Regions from separate parts of the Anser cygnoides genome. Here region 2 is linked to region 1. Evidence: chromatin contacts called from public Hi-C data. All regions are on one chromosome and are shown on one strand. The core of a region is the stretch at or near the end of the contact, and the rest is flanking DNA. Distances in the headings are between cores, read along the strand shown. Region 1 overlaps BACH2 (BTB domain and CNC homolog 2). Region 2 holds the start of LOC125180298 (BLOC-1-related complex subunit 6-like).

What was found. A called contact is a pair of places that touch in the nucleus more often than the background predicts.
Region 2: a Hi-C map of liver shows a contact between it and region 1, with 2.3 times the contacts expected there. The contact joins the promoter of LOC125180298 here to the enhancer-like site in region 1. A contact is called at or near these places in 2 of 7 Hi-C or Micro-C datasets (both in liver).

Annotation. Positions count from the first base shown.
Region 1 is chr3:82,851,063-82,858,086 of Taihu_goose_T2T_genome, reverse strand. BACH2 (BTB domain and CNC homolog 2) reads right to left here. Exons shown (of 7, transcript XM_066994533.1): 5 at 4,354-5,898. Among named protein-coding and RNA genes, the nearest start is that of GJA10, 29 kb to the left of the region's middle. Within about 2 kb of position 4,571, at least 2 of the 3 cell types and tissues checked have open chromatin away from gene starts, as enhancers often do. A contact at or near this core is called in liver, where this site is marked.
Region 2 is chr3:83,317,479-83,324,502 of Taihu_goose_T2T_genome, reverse strand. It overlaps LOC125180298 (BLOC-1-related complex subunit 6-like), which reads right to left and starts at 4,218. Exons shown (of 3, transcript XM_048049491.2): 1 at 4,150-4,218; 2 at 3,819-4,148; 3 at 2,362-3,817. The coding sequence starts at 4,218. The coding sequence ends at 3,026. It overlaps PNRC1 (proline rich nuclear receptor coactivator 1), which reads left to right and starts at 4,301. Exons shown (of 2, transcript XM_048049497.2): 1 at 4,301-4,711; 2 at 5,244-5,684. The coding sequence starts at 4,301. The coding sequence ends at 5,684.

The DNA of each region.
Region 1 (7,024 bases), core at 3,322-5,821:
GGTGCTTAAAGTGCTGGGCTGGCCTCTGCCCCGTCCTGCTCACAGTGTCCTCAGCCTCGTCCCTGCGAAGGGCAGGACAACACACCCCTGCCCGTCTGGGATCAGGGGTACAGACCCAACAGGGGTCAGGTACAGACCCCTGACAGAAGCCACTGGCGCACCTGAGAAGGGCAGAGCAGGCAGCGAAATGAAGGGAGGAAAAGTGCAGTACTTCTCTGAAAAATCTGCTTTTGCAGGAAAAAAAAATCAATGCAAAGAGCACTTCAAGAGCTCCAGCAAGGGCTTCAGCTCAGGTCATAACAGAATTGATTTTAGGCTGCGATGAAACAGTACGGGGAGCTGAAAGTGTTCAAAGGGACCTTCCTGAAATTTCAGGTTAGTAATCGAAAACTCTCACTGTTGTAGCGCAGTAATTCTCTGCTGCCTGCGTGGGTACCACTCCTGCTGAAAAGAGGGAAAGAAACAAAACTGCCGTCAAGTTTACCTTGCAAGACTGCTGTTTGACAAGACCGCACTGAACCAGATGTTGCCAAACACAATCCCAGGGCTCTGCTGATGCTGCTGGGGGTCCTGGTCAGGAGAGCATCCACCAGACACAGCACAGGCAACTCGGCACTGCTCGGGTAGGTTTCTGGTACAGCAGCTTTGGTTTACCTTTAGTTTACTCCTCCTCCCCTGTGGCCCTGGCTTACAGAGCTCTGCTAACCATCACCAGACAGAGAAAGGGCGGCTGCCTGTCACTTAACATGGACGGTTTTGGGCTCTCACTAAAGGTTATTATTTGCCTACCGCATCCTCAGTGGTTCAATTGCATTAGCTCTGCCTTTCTGAAAATTTCCTTTGAAAAGTGAGTCACGAACCCAGGCGGGAAACTCTTCTGAAATATAAATGAAAGACACATTGAATGCAATTCTCCAGGCAGCAATACTTCTTGGAAAACTCAAGTCTCTTACCTTGTCCTACCCTTGTTTATTCTTTCCCTAAGAAAACTCACTCATCAAATTAGACTGAGCTGGGATTATTTTTTTTTAACTGGTTTAGTAGTATGCCATTCTTTACAAGCTTTCCAACAGGAAAAAACAAACAAACAGAGATACTTGAGGAAAATGAATACCAAGAAAAATAGGTAGTGCTGAAACTTCTCTCCCTAACTAGGTTAACAGATTGACAGACTACTTCCTTCTCAACAATTCATTATTTCAGGACTTATTGTTTTGTTGTTGCTATTTTAAGCAGGGTTGTCAGAACCTGTTTGCAAAGCACAGAGCCCAAGTCTTCTTTTTAGTGTTACATCCCAATACTTGTTTTTTAACAGCCACTGGAGGCCTGATAAAGCTGGGTGCAAAGGGCAACACAAGCTCTGAAGCATTTCTGTAAGGTCCCAGCAGCTCAAGTAACAGTTCTGGTCCTGCACCTCTCTAACGTTGGGATTGGGACACTCCGAGTTGCACTCGCTTCTTCTATCACAAAGTGTTCAGGAAGAAAAATCTCAGAACCCTCTGGGTGCCTCCTTTAATGGGAAGAAAAATTAAAGGCAAAGCCATCCAGAAGAGGATTTACCAGTGGTGTTCCAGGGGCTGCCACCCCCTCTGATACTTGTGACTGTGGTCTGCAGCCCCATAGGGGTCCAGGTGCACAGCTGGGTCACCTTCACCCACATTGAAGTCACACCGAGCCCTAGCAACCCTCTCCAAAGCCAATTTTGGCTCCAAATGCCTTGGGCACATGCTCCTCCATGGCACTGGTCTGCAGGAAAGCAGATTGCCCTAAAAAAGCAGAGACCTTTCGCTTACTTCTCATACAGTCGATATACCAGCAGACGATGTTTTGTGACATTAATTCTGGCACTGGCAGCACTCTGGGACCCAAATCAAGACCATCAAGGTCCAAACTCCAGGGGAACTTAGCAGCTTGGTGAGATAACCCAGGGTCAGAGTCCATCAGGGTTGCTCCCACCAAGCTGTCCCACCAAAACGAAAGCCCACCTGCTGCAGTAAGCCTGCACGTCGCTCCCACCTATCTTATCAGGTGCTTTTTGGAGAAAAACCCAGCAACCACTGTATGTGCATACAGCAAGGGACAAGGGACCAGTCTGGGAGGCTGTCAGGACAGCAAGGTCAAACCAACAACTTTGTGAGTGGAGATTCACACGCAGCTTTTAAAGGGAGGTGAAGGACAGAAAGCAGCATGTTTCAGAGCACGCTGTGTGTCTCCTCATGTTTTAATGGCAACCAAGCTGTTAAAGCCAGGTAGAGTGACACATACAAGAACTTCCACAAGATATATTTTCTACTTACATATTTTCTACTACATGGCTAAACATATCCTTTGCTGAGGATCCCACAGCAGTGGATCTTGCAGGATCACAGGACACACACCCCAAGTTGCTGTATACCACAAGAGCGTTTAATGAGGCTGTGATGTCCTTTCATATATTGGTAACAACCTTTAAAAATTCAGACAAATTCAGACAAAATCCGAACGGAAGCATTAGTGTGATATGTTTACTTTTGGCTTGCTCTGGGTAATGCAGTACCACCTCAGAGAGCATTATTTTCCTCACCATATTTTAACTCGTAGCAAATGCCTCGCAAAAGCAAGAAAAAAAAAAAGGCAAAACAAGTGTAGCAAAACCCTCCTAGTCCGACACATGTGCCTATCATGGCACACTGAGTCTGACTCCTGCAGCCCACTCATTTGCTCCTTTTGTGATTGTTCCTCTTTTTTTTCCACGCTCTCCTGCACACACATGCACACTACTTTTGGGAACCACCAACAGTCCCCTATATCCTTCTCATCTGACTCTTCTGGGGTCACTGCTGCTGCAGCATCTCCACGCAATTAGCCAATTATGACAGCTAATTAGTCATCAAACCCCAAAAGGCTAACCTCCCGCCCTCCTTACTGTACCCTGCTGTGCATTAGCCCCTGCTGAGCAAGCAGCACACATGGGTGGAAATCCAACGCCTTCCTCAATCCCACCCCCTGCTCTTTTTCATCCCTCATAAACGCAGCACTTCAGGGAGTGCCAGACTGCAAATAACCTTGGTATTTCCGAGCAGAACAGTTCTGCACGGCTGCTGTAGGGCCTCCTGAGTGAGGTCCAACACAGAATATCCCAGACAGTCTTCCAAGGAGACTCCTCGCTCTTCTGCATGTCCCCAGCTCAGCATATAGGGACGGAGAACTGCCCTGCCAGAACTACTGGTGCAGCATGTTAGGGATGAAGGACACCAGAGGCTCCCCAGGCTGTTCGGCTAAGAACAGAAGAGCTAAGCAGAAAAATACCTCAATAAAGGAATGGTACATGTCTGTCTGAAAGGTATCCTCCAGAGCCTGGGAGGCAGTGGGAATAAAGACTAAAGGATAAAGCAAAGTTCCCTCTTCTCACCCCTAGCCCACAGCTAAGCCACCTGGTTCTGCGCTGGCTGCTCACTGCGTGTGAACCCCCAGACTGGCTCCCACTGCTCCCTGCACTAAAGCACAAGCTCTCAGTGAAGCATTTTAGCATTACTGGAGAAGCCAGGCACATGGTCGCACCCAGACACTCTCCAGTTCATGCAGTTTCCAGTGCAACTCGATGAAAACATCCAGTCTTTTTTCAGCTTCTGTGCTCCACAACACATCTCCATGAACGAAGAGTTCCCTCACCCTAGTCACCTTACACAGCCCATATTTCCAATCCCAGGTAACTAGTCATCACCACAGGATTTCCAGCTGTCCCATCTCTGGTTTTAAAGCAGGATTCTTTCTCCTCCCTCTCTTGGGAGAGCCTTAAGGGAAATCAAAGCATGTTCTTCAGTCCTGGACTGTCTCCCTGCTATTCTAACAGCCCTGTAATGTCAAGGACAACTTCTCTTAGGAACCACTGATGCAACAGTTGGTGGAGCTTGCAACCCAAGTGTGGTCGTGGCAGGCTGCCCAGCCCTCAGTGTCAGTGAAGGCACAGCTTTAGGTTGCTAAAAAACACAACCCCAGTGACAAGCAGAGCTGGAACCACCTTGGCAAACACTGAGGATGAAGAACAGTGCTTTGTGTCACGCACGTGGCTAAGGGAGGGAGAACAGGACACTGTCAGAACTTCTCTGCACACAAACTCACTCTCATCATTCAGCAGTTTGGGATTGCCCAATACTGTGATGCTGATAAGCACTGAACATCTCGGAGGTCAAACAGGCATATTTACGGGAAGTTAACCACGTGGGCTCAGCTGGTGAGGGAATAAACAGAAGTTACTCTTTGCCTCTATAAACAAAGAAAGTGCTGGGAAAACGCCAAGACATTTGAGAGAATAAAGGAGCAATTAATTGGGTCACAACGACTGTCATATATGTACTTATCTTAAATCCCTACCTCATGCCCTCTGTCTTGCACAGGACATGATTCACTGTCTGCTTCTGAGAATGACCCAGACTCATCGCTGGAGTTTGTTCCATAGGATGGCTCACATTTAATCTGGGCTCGGACCGGGTTGTACAATCCATCTCCCACCACGCCGGGTTCCTGGTGCTCGGGCGCCAGGAATCGGGGGCCTTGGGAGCAGGGGGAAGAGGAGAGCTCACAAAGACGCAGACTACAGGGAGAGCCGCCGCTGCCGTCCTCTGCGTACGAGTAGGAAGAGCATGAGCTGGAGGTCCTGGTTCTGGTTTCCAAAGGAGGCGAGCGAGGGCAAACTTTAATTGGCACTGGACAGCTGGTGTTCGGCCGCATCCTTCCCGACAAGTGATCAGCTGTCAGTCCGCTGTGGGAATAGGTCTGGGAGCTGGGCAGAGACTGGCTGCCACCAGCCCACAGGCCCTTTGGCACAGTCTCAGTGAGGTCTTTGTCCAAGCTGCTCACACCAGAATATGAATGCACCGAAGTGTTTACTTGGTCACAAGCGTTTGAAGAGAATATAACACTCCTCCTGTCCAGTTCCCCTTCTTGCTTACAGAGAGTTTCAAAGCCGGGCCCCCTGAGCGGCGATCCCACTGTGAAGTTGGAAGCATCCTTCTGCATGGCATGGGACTGTCCATAGTTCCCCGTGAAAGGGACGTAATCAGTTTTGTGGTCACCCTGAGTTGTCCCTTTTTCAAAAGGGCATGCTGGACTCCTGCCAAAGTGCTGTTGGGAAGTGCTGGGGAAGCCAACCAAATCTATGCTTTTTGTTCTGTTGAAGAAAGACCGCAAGCAAGAAGGAGAGGACCCACTTTTCGGCCTGTCGACACAAGTGGGGCTTGGCTGTTTCCTGTCCATTTCAACATCCCCTTCTTTATCCCTGATGTCAGGTTCATCTCCAGACAGGCAAAGTGTGATGCTTTCTTCATCGTTCTCTTCATTCTGAGGCTCGCTTTTTATCTGCCCCATAGCAAGTCCTGATTTGAGGCCATTTCCAGAGCTCTCTTCGCTGAATGTGCTTGCAAAACCTGAGGTACTGATGTGTGATGTGTTGTAGACATTCTTGGTACAAGCAAGCTGGTATTTCTTGTATCTGGGGTACCGTGTTACTGCATCTTTGTCCAAATTGTCCTTGCTATCTCTCAGCATGTCAGGGTCAGGCAGCATCCCTTCTCCTTTGTCTGCTCCAGCAACAGTGGCTTCAAAATTGAAGGACTCCTGGTGCATTCTCTCTCTTGGGCAAGATATTTTTGACGTCTCCGATTCCATTGTCTCCTCCTCGTCTCCATCTGAGTTCTCTTCATCGTGCATGCGCTGACAGGTGGTATCTTTTTTGCACAGGAACAGGCCATCTTCGTTGTTCAGCAGCTGCGTCTGAAGGAAGCTGAAGCAGGAGTCCTCCAGGTTGTGCATGCGCAGGAACTCAGCGCAGTGGATGACCTCCTGGATGTTTTCTCTGCTGAGTAACAGCTTCGCAGTGTAGGCAAACTGTAGCAATGGACCAAATCCCCTGACAGTGACCTGCAAAAAAAAAGAGAGGGAAATTGCCAGCATTACTATCAGCTCTTGCTCTCATCCCAAATCCTCCACTGCGTAGTTAGATAACCTAACGTATCTGTCATCTGGAAATAAATACCCCACGGTACCACCTATTCTTCTGTCAGGTCAGCAATGATGCTACATGCAGTAACAAACACAACCACCTTTATTTTGCTTCTGTACATCATTGTGCAGGTTAATCACTGTTTTGCTCAAATAACTTGAAGACCTATGAACTAAGCCTCTGCTGTAATAAAAGACTGAAAAAACAGGCTAGTGTGTAAGCTGCTAATTCTTGGATGGGTCTTATTTTCACTGTGATGCAGCACGTTACCATCAATGCAGCAATTCAGATTTGATTCTTCTGCTCTGATGGAAGCCCTGGTGAACAACCATTTCAAACTTACGATACCATTTAAGTCCCAAAGGTGTTTTGTGAAAGAAGCATTTAATATTATAGAAAAGTGCCTTTCTTTTCGTCCACATTTTTGCAAGCCACTACTTAATAAATAACAGCTAAATACTGGCTGCATAGGTCTTTTCTCCATCCCATGGAGATCATTTCTTCTCATTTCTGATTTTAGTGAGTTTAAGGTACAGCTGACAGGAAAGAAATCCATAGTCATAATTCAAGTAATGCAATCACTCTATGTCCCACTTCAGTACATAGTTTTTCATCATTTTCTTTGTAGAAAGAGTAACAACTGTTTCCAGGCATGTATGGGTGTGAGTCATACACCTTTACTTGTCCTTTTTTTTTTTTTTTTAATTATACCATCTACACTACATTTACATTCACGCAATATCATATATAAAAAAAGTGCACTTTCTCCCTCCAGATATTTTACAATGGTATCTTCACGCATGTAATTACCAAATGATATGTTAAGCCACGTAGTAAACTATACTTACTGTCAATTTTTACCAACTATGCATTGGCACTGACTTCTGTTGCATTTTTTTCCCAATGGGCAGGAGACAAAGGTACTAGAAAAACTCTATTCCTCATGAAGCAGTGAGAGGTTACTTAGAAAATAGGGCTCACAGTCAAGGATTAAGGTTTCTCCACATGAAGGAGGAGACTCAGTGGTTTGGCCACTAAGTTGAG
Region 2 (7,024 bases), core at 2,969-5,468, 470 kb before region 1:
ATTAAAAAAAAAGATTTCCTTAGTCAAATCTGACAGTTGTCCAGAGTAAAAAGACATTAAGCTTACCTAATTCCTAGGGGACTCAGTGGTAGTTACCAGAACAGGGGAGTGGTTTCTAAACAGGTAATTCTGTTCCTGGCTTTGCACAGTGTTTGGCATGTCATTTTGTTATTTTTCTTCTTTGACCTTGTCTGTCTGGTCTCAACAAAAGTTCATTTGGCAGCCGATAAGGAAAGGAAAACGAGACCAATTATAAAGTTGATCTGATTGAGCAAGAAAATGTATGTGAATGCACGGTAGGTTCTTGGAAAATCCAAGCATAGCTTTGCTCTGCTCCGTGACAGGTTAAGCAACAAAGGCTAGAAGAACCTGAAAGCTAAGCTCAACGTCCCAAAGCTGGAAAGTGCCAGGATTAACACAGAATATGCACATGAAAGCTTGGACTGGGATCAAAAAGGCAGCGCAGCAATCCCTGGCTGCAGCAGCAGCAGGCTTACCGGCGGGCACTGAGCTGCACGTAGCTCACAAGCCGTCCAAGCACAACTTCAAAGGCAGGGCTGGCATCAGAGCCGCACTGATACGGGCGCTGCCAAGCGACACCATTCCTGCAACAAAGGAAGAGGTAGGAAGGAGGAGGCTGTAAACCACAGCAGCTCTGCGTTAACGTGTCGGTATTGACTGCAGCGGCACAGAACGGCCTGGTACCACGCAGCCACACCTGCCACAGGGACGGCGACCGTGGGGCACACGTACGAGGCAGGCACCTGGGAACAAGAACCACTTTGCCCAGCTCAGCTGGGTCTGCCCTTCACACAAGTCATGCTGACATGAAAAAACACTCTGTAATTACCACTTCCTTCATGCTTGGAACTCGCCAGTCATCGCTTTTTCATCCCATGAATGACATCACTCTCAGAAATTACTGCCCGAGGGCCTAGACTGAAACTGGCTCTGCAATCACATTAATGGGTCTCAGCGCAGATACAGGAGCAGTTTAAATTAGCTTTCAAATTATTTCACCAAATAGGAAAAGCAATAATTAAGAAGTGAAACACTTCCACAACAACTAATCGCTAACAATTTAAAACACAAAAGTAATGATTTTGTTCTACAGGCTTGACAATTTTAGCAGGGAATTAGCATCGAACGTAGGTGACTGGAAATGAAAAGCTGACAGCGTACTAAAACGTGTACGCTTTAAAGGCTTAAACTTCGACTGGATGGATAAAGTGGAGCTGTACATACGTGGCTATACGAATATGTCCAGGGGTCTTTCATGTACATTTCAACAATACTTAGGACAAGAGCAAACTTTGGTTTTAAGTCGTGACATAAAAAAAAAACCACACAACACTTAGCAAAACTACTGCATCTCGAGGATAGACAATTTCAAGCCTTCCCAAGAGTAATACCCCAAAACTAAATGATGACAGCTGTTCCTGTGGTGTTATGAAACCTCTCATGTCTTCTAGGCCCTGCATGCTCCTTTTTCTCTCTGCTAGCCTCTGTTCTTTAATTGATCTCGTCTCTTCCCAGAGCCACGGCTACTCCCTAGCAGACACCACTGTGCGAGCTGCCGACCACAAAGAGAGCACAGCCCGTTCCCAGCCTTCTCCCGCTGCTGGGGCTGGAAGGCCGGATGCAAAACCTCCCATGTGCCAAGGGAAAAGGTGGAGGCTCAGTCATGCAGAAAGGCTCCAGACTGGCCAAGGACTGCAAACAAGCATAACAAGAAAATTAAAATTAAAAGCTAATAATTTTGTTAAGATTTAGTATCGTGCACGTTTAGAAGTGCAGCGTAACGTAGCATCTGTCTCTCACTCAACAGTGGGTCTGACGAGACTATGGGGGGTGCTGGCTGTACCCACTGTAAACCCATCTGCTCCTTAACCAAAAGTTACAGGACTTGTGCAGTATTTCTGGATACCTTTTCCCCAATGTTTTTAGGAGCCACTGGTCACCTAAAGCACCACTATACATATTCAGGATCACAGTGATTATTTTTCTGTTGAAATCCAGTTGCAAAGACATTTGTAACCTAAACAGGTTGCTAAGAAGCACCACCTAAAAGCCCAGTTGCATAGGAACCAGAGCTACCAGAGAATCTCTCTCAAGCTTCAATGGAAATACTGATACAGCAGAATGACTTCAGCATACAGTGATGCATATACAAAAGCTTCAAGCTAAGTAAATTCTTCCAAAGTATTTACTTTATGCCAGTCATACACCCGTGTAATGTCATAATGTATACATATTCCTCATCAAACTAAATATGTTTCACATTGGACATAAATCACAGAATCATTTCACAGTGACATTACTCAAATTTCTACAAAAACTGCAGAAACTGAGAGGCAAAGCGTATTTTAACTGAAGGCTTTTATTTAGTATTTTGTATCTAGGATTGCTCTTAACCGGATCGCAATTCTATCCCGTGGATTTTATATTATTCTCAGAGAGAAAGTGTTTTGGTGAATTGAATTTTCTTCACTTGTCTTCCCTTACAACTGTGCCCTGTAAGAGACAGCAGCGTTCTCCACGTTTGTTAACTGTAACAGCATGAGAGTTACTTCAGTCAGGCACTAAGTGTCAACTACAAAGACCCACGTACGCCTGTAAACATCAAGAAAGCGTTCACAACAACTTCAGGTTTGGTCAAAAATAAATACTGACAGCTGCTTCTGATTCAGGTTGGTTAGTTTTCCCTAGCCCTCAATAAACAGCAAGCGTAAGGCATGTGGAATCCAAATTCTTTAATGGAGCTTAAGCTACGGAGCGCTGCGGGCGGTTCACCACGCCGTTTACACCGAGACCCTTTTCCTTCACTGGTTGCCAAGCTTCCTCCAGGCCAAGGCTGTGGCTGGCCGTGAGGGCAGGCCAGGCCCGGGCAGGGGGCCCGAAGGCACCACGTATGAAACCGGGGGGCTGAGACCGGCTCCGGGGCCAGCTTTGAGAGGCCACGGGCAGGCGGCCTGACCCGCTCAGTCGCACCCACCGTGCTGTAGCGGGTGCCACGGGTGCGGCGCTACTTGCAGAGCCCCTCGAGGCGCTCCAGGGTGCCCTTCATGTCTCGGATGCGCTTGGCCAGGGCGGGCACGGGCTGCATGGCGCGGTCCAGCTCCTCGCAGCGGGCCACCAGCGCGTACATGGCGCGGATGCTGAGGTCGGCCGCCTCGCCCAGGCTCTCCACGCCGTCGCGGTAGGTCTGGATGCAGCCGACGCTGAGCGCCGTCAGGGCCTGCAGCCCGCAGTGCACGGCCCGCAGCAGCTCGTCCACCTGCGCCGCCACCTGCCCGGCCAGGGCCACCACGTCCTGCAGCGCCCCGGGGTCGATGGCGGGGATGGAGCTGGCCCCGGCCCCGGCTCCCGGCCCAGGGCCCGGCCCCGGCTGCTCGCCCCGCGGGGCGCCGCTCAGGCGGATCCGCCGCTCCAGGTTGTTGGCCACGAACTGCGTGAGCCGCCCCTCGCGCAGCACCGTCCCCTCCAGCTCCAGGGCGCTCGCCAGCGTCGCCCGGCGGCCCTCCGGGGGGGGCTGCGGCCGCCCCGCCGCCGCCGCTGCTGCCGCCGCTCCGGTGCCGCCAGCGGCCAGGCTCAGCGCCTCCAGGCTCCGCTCGTCCCGCTCCGCTCCCTCCTCGGCCGGGGCCGGGGCCGGGGCCGGGGCCGGGGCCGGGCTCCCCGGTGCCCCCTCACCGCCCGGGGCCGGCGGCTCCATGGCGCTCCCCGCGTGCCTAGCCGGGAGCGCGCCACCGCCCCCCCGCGGGCGCGCCGCCGCCGCCTGTTTATGTCGCCTCCGATTGGCTCCGGGGCCTTCGGGGGCGTGGCCGCCGGGCGTTCTCTTGCCCCGCCATTGGCCGGCGGAGCTGGCGAGGGGAGCGGCTGGCCCCGCCCCTTCGCCTCGCACTGCGGGCTCGGGACTCGGAGACTGGGGAGTGCCCCTTGTTTGTGTCCGCGCGGATTGGGCGGCCTGCGGAAGCGGGCGGGGCCGCGACTGTTTGTGTCGCTTCCGATTGGCCGAGGCGGGGCCTGAGCGGCGGCCGGCTCGCGGGGATTGGCTATGCCCGCCGGAGAGGCGTGCCGCTCGCGGCGTTCCAGCGCGGCGATTGGCCGGAGGGCGGAAGGGGGCGTGGCCCGGCGGTGTAACAACACAGGGGCGCTGCTGGCTGCTCCCCTCACTCCCCCGCCATGTTCTCCTAGCAGCAGCCCCGACCGCGCCACCATCTCAGCCCGCAAAGCCCCGGCAGCCGGTCCCCGGCCCCCCGACCCCTCTCCCCTCCACAGCTCCGGGTCCCCGCGTCCCACCATGGTCACCACCACGGCGCCGCCGCCCTTCCTGGCTCGCATCTCGTCGGGCGCCGAAGACCCCCGGCGGCTGCCCTCCGGCCTCCTGCAGCGCCTCAGGCGAGGGGACAGCAACTGTGAGAACCAGCCCGGCTGCTGCCTGGCCGCCGCGGGGGGCGGCGCGCGGCCCGCGCTCAAGAGGGTGAGGCGGAGGAAGGGCAAGATCCGGCCGGGCCCCGCGGGGCTCCTGCCGAGCCGTTACCAGCAGTACCAGCAGCACCGCGCCGGCCTGGGCAGGAGGACGCCGCTGGCCGCCTACGGCCCGGGGGAGCTGCGCGCTCCCCCAGCTCCCGGCATGGTTACAACCCCCCAGGAGGAGCCCCCCGCGGCCGCCCCTTCGAGAGCCGCGCCCGGCAGACCCCTGAGGAAGGAGGTAGGGAAGGCGCTCGGGCACTTCTCGGTACTTTTCTCCCCCTTTCCCCGGTGTTGGGAGAGGCGGGGGGGGGGGGGGGGGGGGGCCGCTTGTTCCCGGCCGGAGCGCGGGGTAGGGGGGGAGCTGCTCGCCCCCCTCCCTCCGCCCTGCGTGTGAGGGGCGGCGGCGGCGGAGTTTCCGTTACGTCTGTTGGGGGGGGGGGGGGGGGGCGAAACTGCCGCCGGTGATTGGCCGCCGCCGTCCACCAATGGGCGGCCGCCGCTGCGCCCAGCAACAGCCGGATTTAGCCTGCTGGCCGCGCGCCAGCCGCCCCTGCGCGCGCAGGGCGGGACGTGCGCGGGGCGCAGCGCCCCATGGCGGCCGGCCGGGGGGCGAGGGGGGGGGGCTGTGAGGGGATCGGGGGGGGGGGGGGGGACGCCGTGATGGCGGCGGGGTCTGGCCCTAGAGGCAGCGTAGGGGCTGACAGAACCGTCAAGGAGGCTCCTCTCGAGGAGAGGGTTTGCCCGTTGACGTGAGGTCTTTGTCTGCGCAGGTCCTGAAGAACAAGATGGGAAAGTCTGAGAAGGCTGCCGCCCCCCACAGCCAGCCTGTGCACGGTTTCCATCTGTGTGAGCAACCAAAGATTAACAGGCAGAAGGGCAAATGTAACGTGCCGCTGACCAAGATCACCTCTGCGAGAAAGATAGAGAACTTTTGGCAAGATTCTGTACCGACAGAAATAATTCCGAAGCAGGAGAAAAAGCCACTTAAAAACACAGAGAACTTCAGAAATGCCAAGTCCAAGAAACCTGTCACCCTCACAGAAGCGAACCAAAAAGAAAATTACGCTGGGGCAAAATTTAGCGACCCGCCGTCACCTAGTGTCCTTCCGAAGCCTCCCAGCCACTGGGTGGGTGGCACAGCTGAACTTTCCGACCAAAACAGGGAGTTGATGGCAGTCCATTTGAAAACTCTCCTAAAAGTTCAAGCGTAGTTTCCAAGATCTCTGAAGAGCTGCAAAGATCCAGGAAACTTACACATGCCTTGTTGCAAAGAAAAAAAAAAATTACAAAAAAAAAAAATTGCAAAAGACCGTCAAGTCTTGTAACCACATACAAAAATCCTTGTATTATATTTTTTATGGTTGTGTAAATAGTGTACATCATGTATTATGTGTATATTCTTGTTCATACTTTGAGAGGTACATTTTAGTTTTGTTATGAAAGGATGTATTTTGCACTGCCTGAATGGTAGATGTCTTGTATATAAAACATGGACAATTTTAAGTGTGTGCTTGACACATGAAGACTTGACTTGATTTGCACAAGGTAATGAAAAATCTGAAAGGAGAGTACAACTTTCTGATGTCAAGGTTCCAGATCAAATGTGAATGGTTTACTCATGCACTACTGACAATAGTTTTACATTCTGTGTCCCAATCAAGTACAAACATGGAGTTTTCATACAAATGTGAATTTCTGCTCTGGAAACAATATCTGGAATTCCTGTTCATGTGTTTGTTACAAAATTAACTGGAATTTGAGTAGAATTCCAACCCATCAAATGAAGCACTGCTGGTTTCTTTAAAAAAGGAAAAAAAAAAAAAGCAGAGCTTTCTGCCATAAATTTAATTGGTCACTAAAAAATTAAATAAAACAATTTGGCCTCCCCTTAATCATGTCTCTGTTTTTCTTGTGTGAGTGTACAAGTGTTTGAACTTAAATTACCTGATTGCCTTCTTTTAGTGAATAATTGAGGTACTCGATAGCTCCAGTAACATTTCCTTTGTGATACGTCATTTGAAGTTCCTTATTCTTTGGTTTCTTTAAAGTTTAGATTTCAAGAAAGGGATTTAAACATCGAAATTCCTGCTGCAATTTTCCTTAACTTTCATAGTAAGTGATCATTAAACTAATTGATACTGAAAATTAACAGTAACTGAAAGTTAGGGTGCAAGTTAAGACTTGTGTTTTACACCCATTTTGTCTACCACTGATGGTTATGCTGGAAACTATGTTCCTCTGATATAAAATTATTAAGGAATTGAACTGTAGATAAGCATGACAGGTTTGTTGAGATAACGAAGATTTGTGATTAAATAACTGATATTTCAAAAGAAGTATAAAGCAAAACTACATGAGATTTAAAAACATTTTAAAATTTTCAGATCCACTGGAAAACAATGTAACCTCTGGGCGTTAGGTTACTAGGTAGGATATGTACGAAGAAAACAGCTAGCAGGGTCCTAGGTGAAATGTTTCCTTGGTATGGATCGTCTTCTCGGAGCGTGTTCAAGGGAGATTTAGTGGGCAGCGTTACCTGCATTTGTGATGT